Regions from separate parts of the Danio rerio genome. Here region 2 is linked to region 1. A link is a contact called in public Micro-C data. All regions are on one chromosome and are shown on one strand. The core of a region is the stretch at or near the end of the contact, and the rest is flanking DNA. Distances in the headings are between cores, read along the strand shown. Region 1 holds the start of piezo2a (piezo-type mechanosensitive ion channel component 2a). Region 2 overlaps piezo2a (piezo-type mechanosensitive ion channel component 2a).

Region 1 (2,920 bases), core at 104-2,603:
TTAATTTATTTACGTCTTGGAAAAACATGTAGACATTAAATCCAAGTATGTAAAATGACTAAAATCACATTTAATCCAACAGATAAGATTGAAGGGTGAAATATTATTAGATATTTAGGTGGGCAGCAGGTGGCGCTGCAGCCGCTTTTATAATATTTGCTCAAACGTTACTCTTGAATATATGCAAAACTACATTACTTGAGTTTTGTTATAACAAAAATTAAAAGTATAAATAACAGCCTTTGAAAAAAATAAGTGAAAATAAACAAAATAATTATGTATTTTATTGTTCGTTTTTACGTATCTTTTTGTTTAAAGTAATTTAGTTTTTTGGTTGCAAATGAAATATGTTTTATTAATTGTTGTGACGCCAAGTGACAACATGCTATTTTTTTTTAACAAGAAACAACTGTTCATTGACATACAAGAATTTCACGGGAACATGATTTTTCCATTTACATTTTTTTTATTAAATATATTTTACAATATTAGTATATGTGCTAAAAAAATCATATCAAGTAAAAACTAAATTCGTTTAAATATATTCATATTCATATATATATATATATATTCATATATATAGCCTACAGATAATATTTTTTCAATATCTCTTGGATGGATAGATAAAACTTATCTGATTATGTAATATATTTAATTAGATGGATGGATAAAGATATTATTTTGTTATTTATTTATTTGATACATTAAATTTAGTTAGTTTAAAATTATACTCTTAAAAAAGTAAAACATAACAGCTCGTATTTTCACAATACTTTATCTAGAAAGTAATTCACAGTTACTTAAACGTGATTTAAGTTTGTAATATATTATGTAATGTTTAAATTTAGCCCAAATAAATTGTTTTCAAAGTCTCACCTCCATAGGGAAATTGTAAATACAATGATTTTTTTTAAATGTAGAAGGACGGAGGGATGTAGGTTTATAATATATTACATTTTCCCAAAACTGAAGCCGTGACAGCAACCGCCGTTATTCCAAGAGTTTTAGTGTGCGCGCGCGCTTTCTAGTTAGTTGTGTTTTCCACGTGTGTGTGCGCGCACTGAAAATAATAATTGAACAATTATTCGTTGAATAGTTGAACAATACTAAAGTGAATTAGATTAAATTCAGCACAGAAATCGTTTGCAAACACTTACCTTAAAAAGTCAATCCAATGAAGGCTTTTTTTCAGTGTGTGTGTAAAATGTACCTGAGCCTCCACCCTCTCTCTCTCCGCTGCTCTCCCCGGGGCAGGGCTCTGTGCGCCGGCTTGTGACTGGTGGAGCGCCGCGTCAGAAGTTTTTCAGGGTGGTCCTTCAAGCCTGTTCATTGAGGAGCTGCAAAACTAAGTCCAGATGCTAGTAAGACACAGCTGTGCTTCAACACAATAACACAACTCCAAAAACTCCACAAAGCCCGGCTAAATCACGCTTTATAAGCGGCTTCTGGAGCTCCAGGCACTGGGGAACGGGCTATGTGTCGCCGCCGGAGAACCAACACTCCCGCAGGGTATGAATAGTGGACATTAAACCGCTGTTTTTTCCGGAGGAGAAGCAACATGGTGTCTCCTGTCAACAGGTAAAGACGAGATCTGAACTCTGGAGAAGTGAAACATGTGTGAACGCAAGTGAAGCCGCTGATCCGGATTATCTGGAGCTCCAGGCTCTGCCCGGCCGGAGGATCATGATCTGCGGTTCATTGGGTTTCTGATCCCGGTGTGAGTGAAATGATGATGGCCTCGGAGCTGCTGTGTGGACTCATCTTCAGGTTACTCCTGCCCGTGTGCCTGGCTGCAGGTAAGAACCTATTTAATGCACTAATGCAAGAAAGCAGTGTTTGGTTCTGAACCATTCAATTCTATTTGTTTATTTTTGGTGATGAAATGTTTTATTTTTATTTTCCATGTTTTTTTATGATTCTGAATGCTTAATATGTCTTCCAGGGATCTTTTAAGCTTGAAATGTGTTTAAAAAGTGACTGCTATGAACGTGTAATAGTTTGCAGTGGTATATTGTCTGAGTTGATGTTGTATATTATGCTACAGAAACTTTTATACACTTATTTCTCTTGATATTTATTTCTTATGTTATTTAAATCATCTAAAATGCCACTAAAAGTCACTTTGTTAAACTGTAGAGTTGAATTTTCAACATAAAAAGTGGACAGAGCAGAGATCAGCATCCCATAATGCAATTCACCATCGTAAATGAACTAGTGAATCATGAAATATGGAAACTGTTCATTAACATATATATATATAATGGTGTAGACTGTGCCAAAGTAGCTTAGAGGGATCGTTCGCCCAAAACTGAAGGACATTTCTTTCTTCTGTCGAACACAAAGCAGATATTTTAAAGAAATCTGTAACCACTGACTTCCCGGAAAAGACCAATACTGTGGACGCCAGTTTTTACAGCTTTTCAGCTTTATTCACAGAATCTTCTTTTATGTTTAATGGAAGACAGGAAGGATTGAAACAAGTAAAGCATGTGTAAATGATAACCCAATTTCATTTTTAGGTGAACTATCCCTTTAGCATACAGTAGAGGAAGAATAAAGAATACAAAGCCCATCATTTCAAATTATTGATATGAAAAACATTCAAAATACATTAAATTATTTAAGACTGTGGAATTATTCAAGTTATTTAAACTATATCAAATGATTTCAAACACATTCCAGCCATGCAGACCGGCATAAATATCATTTAAATTGACCATTTATGTGTGTATATTTGTTAATGCTGTATTTAAACTCATATTGAACTTTGATTATCAGTGTGATTGTTAAGTAAATTAGACATCAACACTATTAGTAATGGTTATGATAATGAATGTGTGTGTGTGTGTGTGTGTGTGTGTGTGTGTGTGTGTGTGTGTGTGTGTGTGTGTGTGTGTGTGTGTTGTCTTTGAGAATCTTT
Region 2 (2,910 bases), core at 190-2,689, 66 kb after region 1:
CATTAACATCCGTCGTAACCATATATGGTTTGCCTAGATCGTGTGTGCCGGAAATGCGTGTCGTTCTGCGGGTCTGCAGCTGGATATTATTGGATTTTACCGCTGTCACTCTCTCGTGTACATGCACAAATGGCAGATATGAACGTGTGCGCAGATGTACAAATCTGCATTTGCTGGCAGACAGTTTGGGCTACTTATCAGAATTATGGGAATGATCGGCCCGACAGTATTTTAATTGCATAAACGTTTTTAAGTCTTATGCCTTATCCGGAATATAAAGATACATACATTTAGATCATTTACTATTATTGAATTGTGAAGAGTCTTTCAACCAGCACAACACCTTCAGTGTTAATCATTATCATTTCCTGTAAGTCTTTATTTGTGTGTGTTTTAAACTCCGTCTTTAATTATAATGGCATTTTCCCTGCAGTCTGTACGCTCACATATGAACCCCGTGTCAACAGAAAGCGTGATGTGTTATGAGTGTAATGCTTTATGGCCTGAGTCTGTGTAATCAAGCTACCGACTTCAGCGGTAAAGCAGAGACCAGATCTGACTTCATGCAGCATTAATCATCAGATCAGTGCAGAGTCAGTGACGTTCAGCAGACACACACTTTCTGATCGCTCACTTCTCTAATGCTGTTAACACTGCATTTATAATCCACTATGTGTGTGTGTGTGTGTGTGTGCGCGCATGCCTTTGTGTGCAAGTGAGTGTATGAATATGTGTGTGTCTCTCTGTGTATGCGTGTGTGTGCATGCATGGGTTTGTGTGTGTGCATGCATGCGTTTGTGTGTGTGCATGCATTTGTGAGAGTGTATGTGGGAGTGTTTGTGCAAGTGAGTATGCGCATGCTTGTGTGTTTGTTTCTGTGTGTGTGTGTGTGTGTGTGTGTGTGTGTGTGTGTGTGTGTGTGTGTGTGTCTGTCTATCTATAAATGTGCCCATGTATGTTTGTGTGTGTGTGTCTTTGTGTGTCTTTGTGTGTGTGTGTGTGTGTGTGTGTGTGTGTGTGTGTGTGTGTGTGTGTGTGTGCATGCTTATGGGTGTGTTTGTGTGGGTATCTGCATGTGCGTGCGTGTACATATGTGTCCATCTGTCTGTTTGCATGCTTATGTGTGAGTGTGAGTGTGTGTGTGTGAGTGTGAGTGTGAGTGTGAGTGTGTGTGTGTGTGTGTGTGTGTGTGTGTGTGTGTGTGTGTGGGTGTGGGTGTGTGTGTGTGTGTGTGTGGGTGTGGGTGTGTGTCTGTCTATAAATGTGACTGTGTATATTTGTATGTGTGTGTGTGTGTGTGTATGTGCATGTGTGTGCGTGGGTCTGATTGTGTGCATGTGTGTGAATACGTGGGTGAGTATGTATGTGTGCGTGTGTGTGTGTGTGTGTGTGTGTGTGTGTGTGTGTGTGTGTTCGTTCAGCAGCTTCACATCTGGAACACATTTGCTGGTGTTGTTTTTTCGGTGGCGGTGCTGAACTTACCAACCAACCCCCAGCCCTGCTCTATTTTCTCCCTTATTCTTTCTCTCTGAGCTCTTTCACAACTTTCCTGATTCATACTCTCTGAGCAGGGCACACACACACACACACACACACACACACACACACACACACACACACACACACATCTGATCAGTAAACTGCAGTCTCCATATGGACGTGTGGAGCAGTGCGAGTGGCTGATGTTGGTCATTGCTGCTGGTTTAGTGGTAGTTACTGCAGGAATGTTCTCCACATGCTCAGATCTTTATGGATCGTGACAGGCAGATAATTAAGACCACGCTCTAACTGTTTAAAGGTGTGTGGATGAAGTCAAGTTGTTTTAATATTATTATTCTTATTACAGAGTCCAACACAAACAACTAGCAGTCGCTTTTTTCCAAGAAAAACAGTGTGTAAATTAAACAGTGACAGCTGAGCGTAAAACACCACAATCACAAATAAACACAAGGAGAATACCTGAAGGAGATTGTGTTATGGCCCGTTTCCACTGAGTGGTACGGTTCGGTATGGTTCTCTACTCTTTTATGGCCGATTCCACTGTCAAAAGGTACCAAAAATCAAACTGTACCGTACCACGTTTTGGGAACCCTTTGCACAAAAAAAGGCTGACAAAAGGCAGAGCTAGACCCACATCTGAATGCTATTGGTTTACAGTAGGGCTGTAACGATACACCAAACCCACGAATCGGTTCGTATCACGATTTTTTATTTATTTTTTTTTTTTTGTGGGGGGGTGGGAAAAAAAGATTTGTAAAACTTTTTTTTATTAAATAACATTTGAAAAATCTTTATAAACTGAACATCAAAGAACAATATTAACTATGCAAATTATTAACAATATAAAAGCCATGTGTAAAATAAATAAATAGCCAAAGCTATATCACTTCTGTTTTCTTTGTATCAAAATACTGTCGAAAAACCAAACAGAACTAAACTGCATTGTGTAGATGGTTCAAGCATGTTGAACTTTCTCAATCAAGTTCTCTTACATAGAAAAAGTAAATTAAATGGCTATTAGGGATGCTCATTTCGGTAATTTTGCTAACCGTTATTAACGGTTAACTGGTCAGATTACTATTTATTTTATATTAAACAAATTGACGTCTATTTTTTGTCTGACACATTAAATATTGCATTTTAAAAAACTGATTTATTTTTATATATATATAATTTTATTGCAATTTATTTTATTGCATTGCTTTTTATTTTATAGATCACATTTACCAGGCATTTGGACATTTTGACTCATCCAATTGTTTTCTACATGCACACGAGTGAATTTATAAAAGTTTTTAATAGAAGTTTTGCTATGGTTTACATTTTCTCTATTTGAACGATTTAACATTTAGATTTTTAAGTAATTTGGGAAAACATTTGCCTTGTTACATATATTTGTATATTCAAAAA

The links. A called contact is a pair of places that touch in the nucleus more often than the background predicts.
Region 2: a Micro-C map of caudal fin shows a contact between it and region 1, with 4 times the contacts expected there. The contact joins the enhancer-like site here to the promoter of piezo2a in region 1. A contact is called at or near these places in 2 of 18 Hi-C or Micro-C datasets (caudal fin and an unstated tissue).

What each region holds. Positions count from the first base shown.
Region 1 is chr24:891,755-894,674 of GRCz12tu, forward strand. It overlaps piezo2a (piezo-type mechanosensitive ion channel component 2a), which reads left to right and starts at 1,354. Exons shown (of 54, transcript XR_012399642.1): 1 at 1,354-1,796.
Region 2 is chr24:957,747-960,656 of GRCz12tu, forward strand. All of the region lies in intron 5 of piezo2a (piezo-type mechanosensitive ion channel component 2a), which reads left to right. Among named protein-coding and RNA genes, the nearest start is that of piezo2a, 66 kb to the left of the region's middle. Within about 2 kb of position 1,440, at least 19 of the 62 cell types and tissues checked have an H3K27ac peak or open chromatin away from gene starts, as enhancers often do. A contact at or near this core is called in caudal fin, where this site is marked.